Linked DNA regions of Mus musculus: region 2 is linked to region 1. Evidence: chromatin contacts called from public promoter capture Hi-C data. All regions are on one chromosome and are shown on one strand. Each heading gives the region's core, a stretch centred on a gene start, on an enhancer-like site or on the middle of the called end of the contact. The rest is flanking DNA. Distances are from core to core; before and after follow the strand shown. Region 1 overlaps Pde9a (phosphodiesterase 9A). Region 2 has its middle 16 kb from the start of Ndufv3.

What was found. Capture Hi-C pulls out chosen DNA fragments and counts their contacts.
Region 2: a contact with region 1 is called in a promoter capture Hi-C map of liver. The contact joins two enhancer-like sites. A contact is called at or near these places in 1 of 115 datasets of contacts at active chromatin or transcription factors (embryonic stem cells) and 3 of 9 other capture datasets (adipose tissue, liver and pancreatic islet).

What each region holds. Positions count from the first base shown.
Region 1 is chr17:31,442,867-31,446,629 of GRCm38.p6, reverse strand. Pde9a (phosphodiesterase 9A) reads right to left here. Exons shown (of 19, transcript NM_008804.4): 5 at 3,410-3,464; 6 at 2,722-2,792. Among named protein-coding and RNA genes, the nearest start is that of Gm9902, 9.6 kb to the right of the region's middle. Within about 2 kb of position 2,174, at least 18 of the 459 cell types and tissues checked have an H3K27ac peak or open chromatin away from gene starts, as enhancers often do. A contact at or near this core is called in liver, where this site is marked.
Region 2 is chr17:31,534,059-31,537,821 of GRCm38.p6, reverse strand. No RefSeq gene overlaps it. Among named protein-coding and RNA genes, the nearest start is that of Ndufv3, 16 kb to the right of the region's middle. Within about 2 kb of position 1,786, at least 124 of the 459 cell types and tissues checked have an H3K27ac peak or open chromatin away from gene starts, as enhancers often do. A contact at or near this core is called in liver, where this site is marked.

The DNA.
Region 1 (3,763 bases), core at 925-3,424:
CTGTGGTGGTGCATGCCTTTAATCCTAGGCAGAGGCAGGCGGATTTCTGAGTTCGAGGCCAGCCTGGTCTACAGAGTGAGTTCCAGGACAGCCGAGGCTATACAGAGAAGTCCTGTCTCGGAAAAAAAAAAAAAAAAAAAGGAAAACCCTAGCTAAGACAGGTCCCCTGTCCCTCTAAGTTTGACCTACAGGTAGGCACAGATATTCCAAGCTAAAGTAGGAGTCGCCCTGAACCATTTTCCATGGCCAGTACCCTGGTGACACAGCCTACATAGGCCTTCTGACATGCTGGCCTGCAGAGTTACCTACTTTGGAATCATGGGAAATGCATGTGGACTTCAGAAGAGGGGAAATGCCTGCAGAGGACCGAGAGGGTGATGGAGTCCCCCTGGAACTGGAGTTACAGAGAGTTATGAGCTACGTGGATGGGTGTCTGGAAATCAAACCCAGGTCCTCTGGAACTGCAGCCAGTGTTCTTAATCGTGGGGCTGCCTCTCCAGCTCCAACTTCAGAAGGGGTTTCTGTGGGCTTCTGTACTTTGTTGCCTCCCCATAAAAATTATTTAAGAGTAAATTCCTAAGGGAGATGTTGGCTCTGTGGAAAACAATTTTACCTTCTTCAACACTAAGAACTCACAGGAACTGTGGACATACTCTCTCTCTCTCTCTCTCTCTCTCTCTCTCTCTCTCTCTCTCTCTCTCTCTCTTTCTCTCTCTCTCTCCTATCTGCAAAGCTAAGGGATGGACTTCACTCCAAGAGGGAATAGAGAGCTGCTTTTCAATGCTTTCTCCTGGGACTGCTCTTAAAGTTTGCCTCAGGCACAGTTCCTGAGTGACACCGAAAGACTGGTTCCAATTCAGTTCAGTATGGAAATTCTGGATTGTTTGCGTACCCTGGTACCTCTGTCTTCTGGCATCAGCTCTGGCTGCGGTCCACACTGGTGTTTAAGTCTTGGTGTCGGTCCAGGGCACGAGTACAAAGAGTAGATGGAGCAGGGATGCCCTGTGTCCCCACCACAACATACCAGGAAGGAAGTGAATAGCTCCAGGCAGGATAGGAGGCAAGGGCCAGGCTGTTCCATGGTTATGAAATCACCTTTGACCCTCCAGTAATCCCAGACTCCTTAAAAGCTAAACATTTACACAGAACGGGGGGAAAAAGTGCTGACAGTCACAGAGGAGAAACGTGTATTTGGTTTAAGGTCAAAGAGCAAGCAGGAAATTCCGTTCACTACAAGGTCAGTGTGGTGTGGGGGTTTACAGCTGGATGTCCCTAACCCTGAGACACAGATAACAGTTAATGACACCCAGATGGGCCTGCGTGTGCACACATGCTTTCCAGTGTGTCTATCCATGTCTTTGTGTATATGTTTGTGCCTGGTTGTGTGTCTATATGGAACAGTGACTCAAGGTGTCTTCCTGGCAGCCTGCCCAGCCACCCAGGGCCAGGATCCTGAGACTACCACTTGATTTAAACAAAAGATCCTTGGCAGATATTAGGTAAAGAACTTGCAATGGGAACATCCTTGATTCAAATGGCAGTGTCCTTACAAGAAACAGACAGGGCATGGACGACAGGATCAGGCGGCAGCCATACTAGCTAGGGAGTGGGAAGGACTAACGGAAGTCAGGTTAGAACGGACTCTCCCTCAGATCCCAGAGGAACCAGCCTTGCTGACACTTCCCAAGCTGGAGCGGTCAGCTTCCAGCACGTTGGAGTGGGCACTGCTGTGACTTACACATGCCTCCTGTGTGCCGTCCTTTGCTGGAGCGGTCACTAACTTTTCTGTGGCTCCTCACCATCCCCAGGTGGGACAAGATAGTCTTGAGGACCCAAAGACCAGCTGACTTGGGGAAAGCCAATGCATGCTGAGAGGTACACACAGGACGGTGGGAAACGTGTACCAGCTTATTCCGAAGAGCCAGGTCTTGTATGATAGAATTTTTTTTTTTTTAATGAGAAGCAATTAAAAAAAATCCCCCCACAAAAAAGCAGCATTTTGTCTTATGAACAGAGTCAGTCACATATGTTTCAGGGGTGCTGGTCTCCTGTTTAAATTTTGTTTACTCAGCCCAAGCTAACAAATCAGGTGCCCAGTTATCACCAGACTGAGCCTGACAGTGACAGAGAACCTGGCTGTGAAGCCGAGGGTGCAACACGGGCTCCATGGGCCTGTGGAGCAGAAGCATCGATCCTTCATCGATCCTGTCACGGCGGATGAGGTGACTTGAAGCTATTTCCCTCCCCAAACCTGGCTGGCTCTTTGGAAATGGAATGGAAACTGGACTTGACTCTCTCTTGCTTGTAGTGGTCAGAAACTGGGACCAAAATGTCACCTCTTCCACACTCTGCAGAAGCAAGCTGCACAGCCGTGTGAAGAGAAGAGAAGACCCCCGCCCCTCCCCCCCTCCTGCCTCATGGAGAGAGGAACAAGAGCTACAGCCCTGGCAGAGCTTCTACCGGGCCAGACAGAGGCCGTTGGGGTTTATGGGTTGTGTTCGGTGCACAAAGCTTCATACAAGCGGTGCTTTAACAGAAACGTGTGCTGAGATCTGCCCTTGGCCAGCCTCTGTCAAATCAGAGTGGCACACAGAAAGCTCGCATTTGCCTTCAGCAACGAACTGCTCACTGTTCTAAGTGGCTGATTCCAACAGAGGTTAAAAGACAACATAAGCAGAAAGGAAAAACAACAACAACAACAACAATAACAACTCCACTCACATTCCACCCGTTTCTCCAGCACGGCCAGGTGATTTGCAACTTCGGCTTTCAGCTCGTTGATCTTAAACGCTCTGGGGGCAAAAAGCAGGGAAAAAAGATAAAACACAAGACCCAGACCAGCAAATGTTTATAGGTCCCTGCCTGGGGTGAGGTCTCCAGGGAGCCTGGGGAGGGGACCAAGACAGCAGGAGGTGCTTTTAAAGAACGAATAATGTCTGGTGTTATTACTACTCTGTCCTGGGCTCTCAGAGTAGACTTAAGCTGGGTTGACCCATGCCTATGCCCTGCCCTGCCCAGTAAGGGCAGCTGTGGGGTGCGATGCCCCATGGTGGTTCAATCATTTGGTTCTAAGTGACAAGAACATACCATACAGAAGTCACTTTGGGAAACTGACAACGGAATTCTAGGGTGTTGGCAAACTAAAGGGAAGCCATCCACTCACATGACAGCATCTCAGTGGGAAACACCCCTTGGTAGAAGGGTGTTTTGTAGATAGCTCTGAGCCTTAGAAGAATGAAGGGGGATGTATTCGCCACCTCCAGAACTCATGTTCTACAAGCGGCCATTGGACAGGGTTTTGGGGATATGGTGAAGGTTTGCTAGGCTGGCTACAGAAACTACAGAGGGCTGACTGGCTAAGGGCCAGCTCCCGTGAGTCTGGAAAGGATGTACAGAGAGCATACGGTACCTGGAAAATTGTTCCGCCACCTGGGCCAGCACGCCCTGGATAAGTTCTTCTCGTTCTACAAACCGAAGAAGAGAAACCAATTGAGGCTGGCAGGACAGCCGTGGAGACAGGCAGGTGGCTAAGGGTACTACTATCCCTGTGTGAGCCACAGGTGCTACTGTGGAAGGATGTTTGGGCTGTCCATCACAGGTAGCAGGGCCTCCCTGGGTACCGGTTTCTCCTCTTCTCTGCTGCCTGCTTGTCCTGGTCCATGGCCAGTGGCCCCAGGGCTGATGTTCTCCAGACACTGCTACAGCTAGATAAGGCAGGCAGGCTTCGGGGGCTCTAAATATGGGCAGCGTTCTCACGGTGCTC
Region 2 (3,763 bases), core at 537-3,036, 92 kb before region 1:
TATGTGTGTGTGTGTGTGTATGTGTGTATGTGTGTATGTGTGTGTGTGTGTGTGTGTGTGTGTCCTAGCCACTGCCTTGTCACAAGCTCCCTAGCTTACCTGGCACTCCCTAGAACACACAGCAAGGATATGCATGGCTCAAGCACAATGAAGCCTTTCACCAAGCCACAGTGAATATTTGTGGCCATGTTTTCCTGGCCTTACATACATGTTTAAGAACAACTGTTGTAACTGACTGTGGTATCCCACATGGCCAGTGTTGGGGTGTCATGTGTTCAGGAATGCGTGCTGTAAAGGAGTAGAGATTGAGATAGATGGCCAATCTATGTGTGCCTCGCCCACCTCCCATTGAGTCGGGAAGAGGACACAGGTCACTTGCCTCCGGCCTCGGCAGAGCCCAGACAGCTCATAGACACACACTAGTGTAGATCTGGAATCACCAACACTAGCGTGCTAAGGGGACAATGGTGGAGCTGCAGGAGCTTGTTTACGGCTGTCATATGGGGTCTGCATCATTTTAAGGAGACAGGGACAGATGTGCCCCTACCTCCTGCTCATCCGTGTGGTACCTTTAAGTAAAAAGCAGATGTTAGGGGCTGAACAGTGGTGCCACAGACCTTGAATCCCAAATTCTAGGACGGCCAGGACCACACGGAGAAACTCTGTCTTGAAACAAACAGCAAAGGAGCAGATGTTAGTGATAGTGCTTTATGGCTTTCCAACTCTCAGGGAAAACTTATTTTTTGTTGTTGTTGATAATGATTTATGCTAAAGATAAAGGAGCACTGCAGCCGGGCGTGGTGGCGCACGCCTTTAATCCCAGCACTCAGGAGGCAGAGGCAGGTGGATTTCTGAGTTCGAGGCCAGCCTGGTCTACAGAGTGAGTTCCAGGACAGCCAGGGCTACACAGAGAAACCCTGTCTCAAAAAAAAAAAAAAAAAAAAAAAAAAAAAAAAGAAAAAGAAAAAGCAAAAGAAAAAGAGAAGAAAAGGGAGCACTGCAAGCCCACATTTCTCATTTTATTTTATTATTTTATCATCTTATTTCATTATACTGGATTGCGTGAGGCCATTTTCAAACAACTAAAGAGAACTGTATTGAATGAATCAAGGTGGTCTCAGAAAGACAAAAATCCTATGTTTTCTCTCATTTGTGGATCCTAGATATTGTACAGATTTATAAGAGCATGTATGTACAGATGACATGAAAACTGAATCAAAACATTCTAGGGAACAAAAGAGACTAATGGGAGGGGGAGAAGGGAGGGGAGGGAGAGGGAAGGGGAGGAGAGGAGGGGGAAGGGGCAGGGAAGAAGGGGGAAGGGGAGGAGAAAGGAGGAGGGGATGGAGGAAGAGGAGGAGCAGGGGAGGGGGAGGAGAGGAGGGGAGGGGAGGGGGAAAAGAAGACAGGGGAGGGGGAGAAGAAAGGAGAGGGGAAGGGGGGAAGGGAAGGGGAAGGGAGGGGAAGAGAAGAGAGAGGAGGAGGGAAGGGAAGAGTAGGAGGGGTGAGGGGAAGGGAGAGGAGGGGACAGGAGAGGAGGGAGGAGAACGGGGGATAATAGGCTAGAGGAACATGCTTTTTCCACACAGATTTTCCTCAGCCAGGTCCTTCAACGTTCCACATGCACAGGCTGAATATAAAGAGGACGCACTGAGGCTTTCCTGAGAGCAATGCACTTGCCATTGCTCTTGGACCAGCCAGAGGAGGACTTCTGAGAAGCCGGTGGGGGAGGTGCGGGGCCCAGTCAGGAAATTCACAGAGCCAAGCTGTCCAATGTTCAGAAGACATTGCCAGCACACACAATGGGAGCGATCTTTCTACTCTGACTCTGTCATGTTCCCCTAGGCTGTGTGGGAGCAGCCGCTGGCTGGGAACCTGCCAAGGGAAGGGAGCTCTCTTTGTTAGCCCATATGGGCTGCTGCAACAAAATGCCGTTAGTGGTGGGGCTCATGGAAACACAGACTTATTCCTTGCCATTCTAGAGTTAGGGAGTCCAAGACCAGGGAGCAGGCAGATTTAGTATGGCAAGGGCCATTTTCCTGGTCGTTCTGTAAAGTTAAGACAGGAAGATGATGCAGGCCTGAGTTTGTGGATCACATGACTGACCAAGCACAGAGAAGGTGACTTTTTGTTCACAGTGCCTAACAAGGGGTGAGGGAAGGGAGAAACCTTGACTTTGGACATGGCTGGTAGCTCTGCCTCGTCAAGCCTGAAGGATGTCAAACCTGACTAAAGTCACGAGGCTCTCTGGGATGGGTGTGACCAGAGCATCGGAATGGGTGTGGAAAGATCCTGGTAGACATGGAATGCTCCCACTGGGCATGTGAGTGCTCGCACTGGGCATGTGAGGGTGTTCCTACTGGGTGAATGTGTGCTCACACAGGGCACAGGAGTACTCCCACTGTGTTGAGTACTCCCACTGAGTGTGTGAATGCTCCCACTGGGTGTGTGAGTTCTCCAAACAGGTACATGGGCAGTGCAGCTTATGAAAAAGAGGCTTTGGAGATTAGCTTAGAGGTCAGCTCCTGTCCCTGCTGAGCTCTGAGCGTCAGTCAAGCTCTTGGTTGTTGTCAAGCTGAGGTATCGGATCCAGTAGTTGAGACAGGTGTTTGGTGAAGTACGATGTGGTCCTCTCAGGGAAGGTGGATTTTCCTCCAAATTCATGTCCCAGTGAAGCATAGACCACTCTGGTGTAGCCTCCCCCAACCTGAAGTGGGCTGGTACAAATCTTGTCGCCACTGAGGTGCAGCTTTCTGACTCGGCTGGCTCCTTTTTGAAGTGACAACTGCCCTGCTCTTCTGCTACCTGCCGAGAGGCTGAACCTGTCTTCCTGAGAGATTGCTGAATAAGCAACCAGCCTGGCGACAGAGTGCTGACAGAATGGCTCTGATAGAACCTAGTGGGGAAACCCCCCCTCCATTCCCGATTCGGCGTGCACTCAAAAAAATCACGAAGGACCATCTTGATGTAATTACATGAGGTCGTTTAATTACGGAGCTCCGGACCGACATGCATCCCACACAGGAGATAACGGGTGTCGGCCACGAGGCTCGAAAGCTAGGGGTTTTTATGGGGTAAGGGGCTTAGGGGTATGGAATTCAGCACAGCAACACACTATTGGCTTATTCAAACATCAGCAGAAAAATTACATGTACGTGCAGGGTGTCAGAGTTCTGTGAGTTGTTGATTCAGTTCAGATAGCCCTGTTATGTCTTCACATTCCCCTTTATCTTATGGTCAAGATGTTCCCAGGAATGTTTTAACTATGGGGCATACCCAGGTTTGTTTTTCTTTTTTCTCAGCCCCAGGCAGCCTCTAGGCTCACAAACAACCAGCAATTTCTGAGTACGTTACATGACTTACAGGTCTTGAAATTTTATCTTTCTTTCAGCTCCAGGCACCAAGAGTGGACTGGTTGGGGGGGGGGGTGGGCCTTCCCCCTTATAAGCACAATCTCTAAGTAAACTCGTGGGCCTTCTTGGCCTCGTTCTTTTCTCGCCGTCTAAGTTTCTTTCAGCCCCAGCCTGCCCCCCAGGTGTACCCGGTTCATGTAGGCCGCAGGCCGGCATACAACACTCAGGTAGCCAATGGTGTTTGGAGTCATTTCAAAGTGATCTAGTACTTGATTGAATGGTGCTTGCTAACTGCATCTTCACACAGTGGCAAGGAAGAGAACTCTCTGGGGCTTCCCTTATAGGAATTGTCATGGTCTGAGCCTCCCAAAGGCTCGGCCTTTTGTGCCACCTTCCTCTGGGTTTTGTTG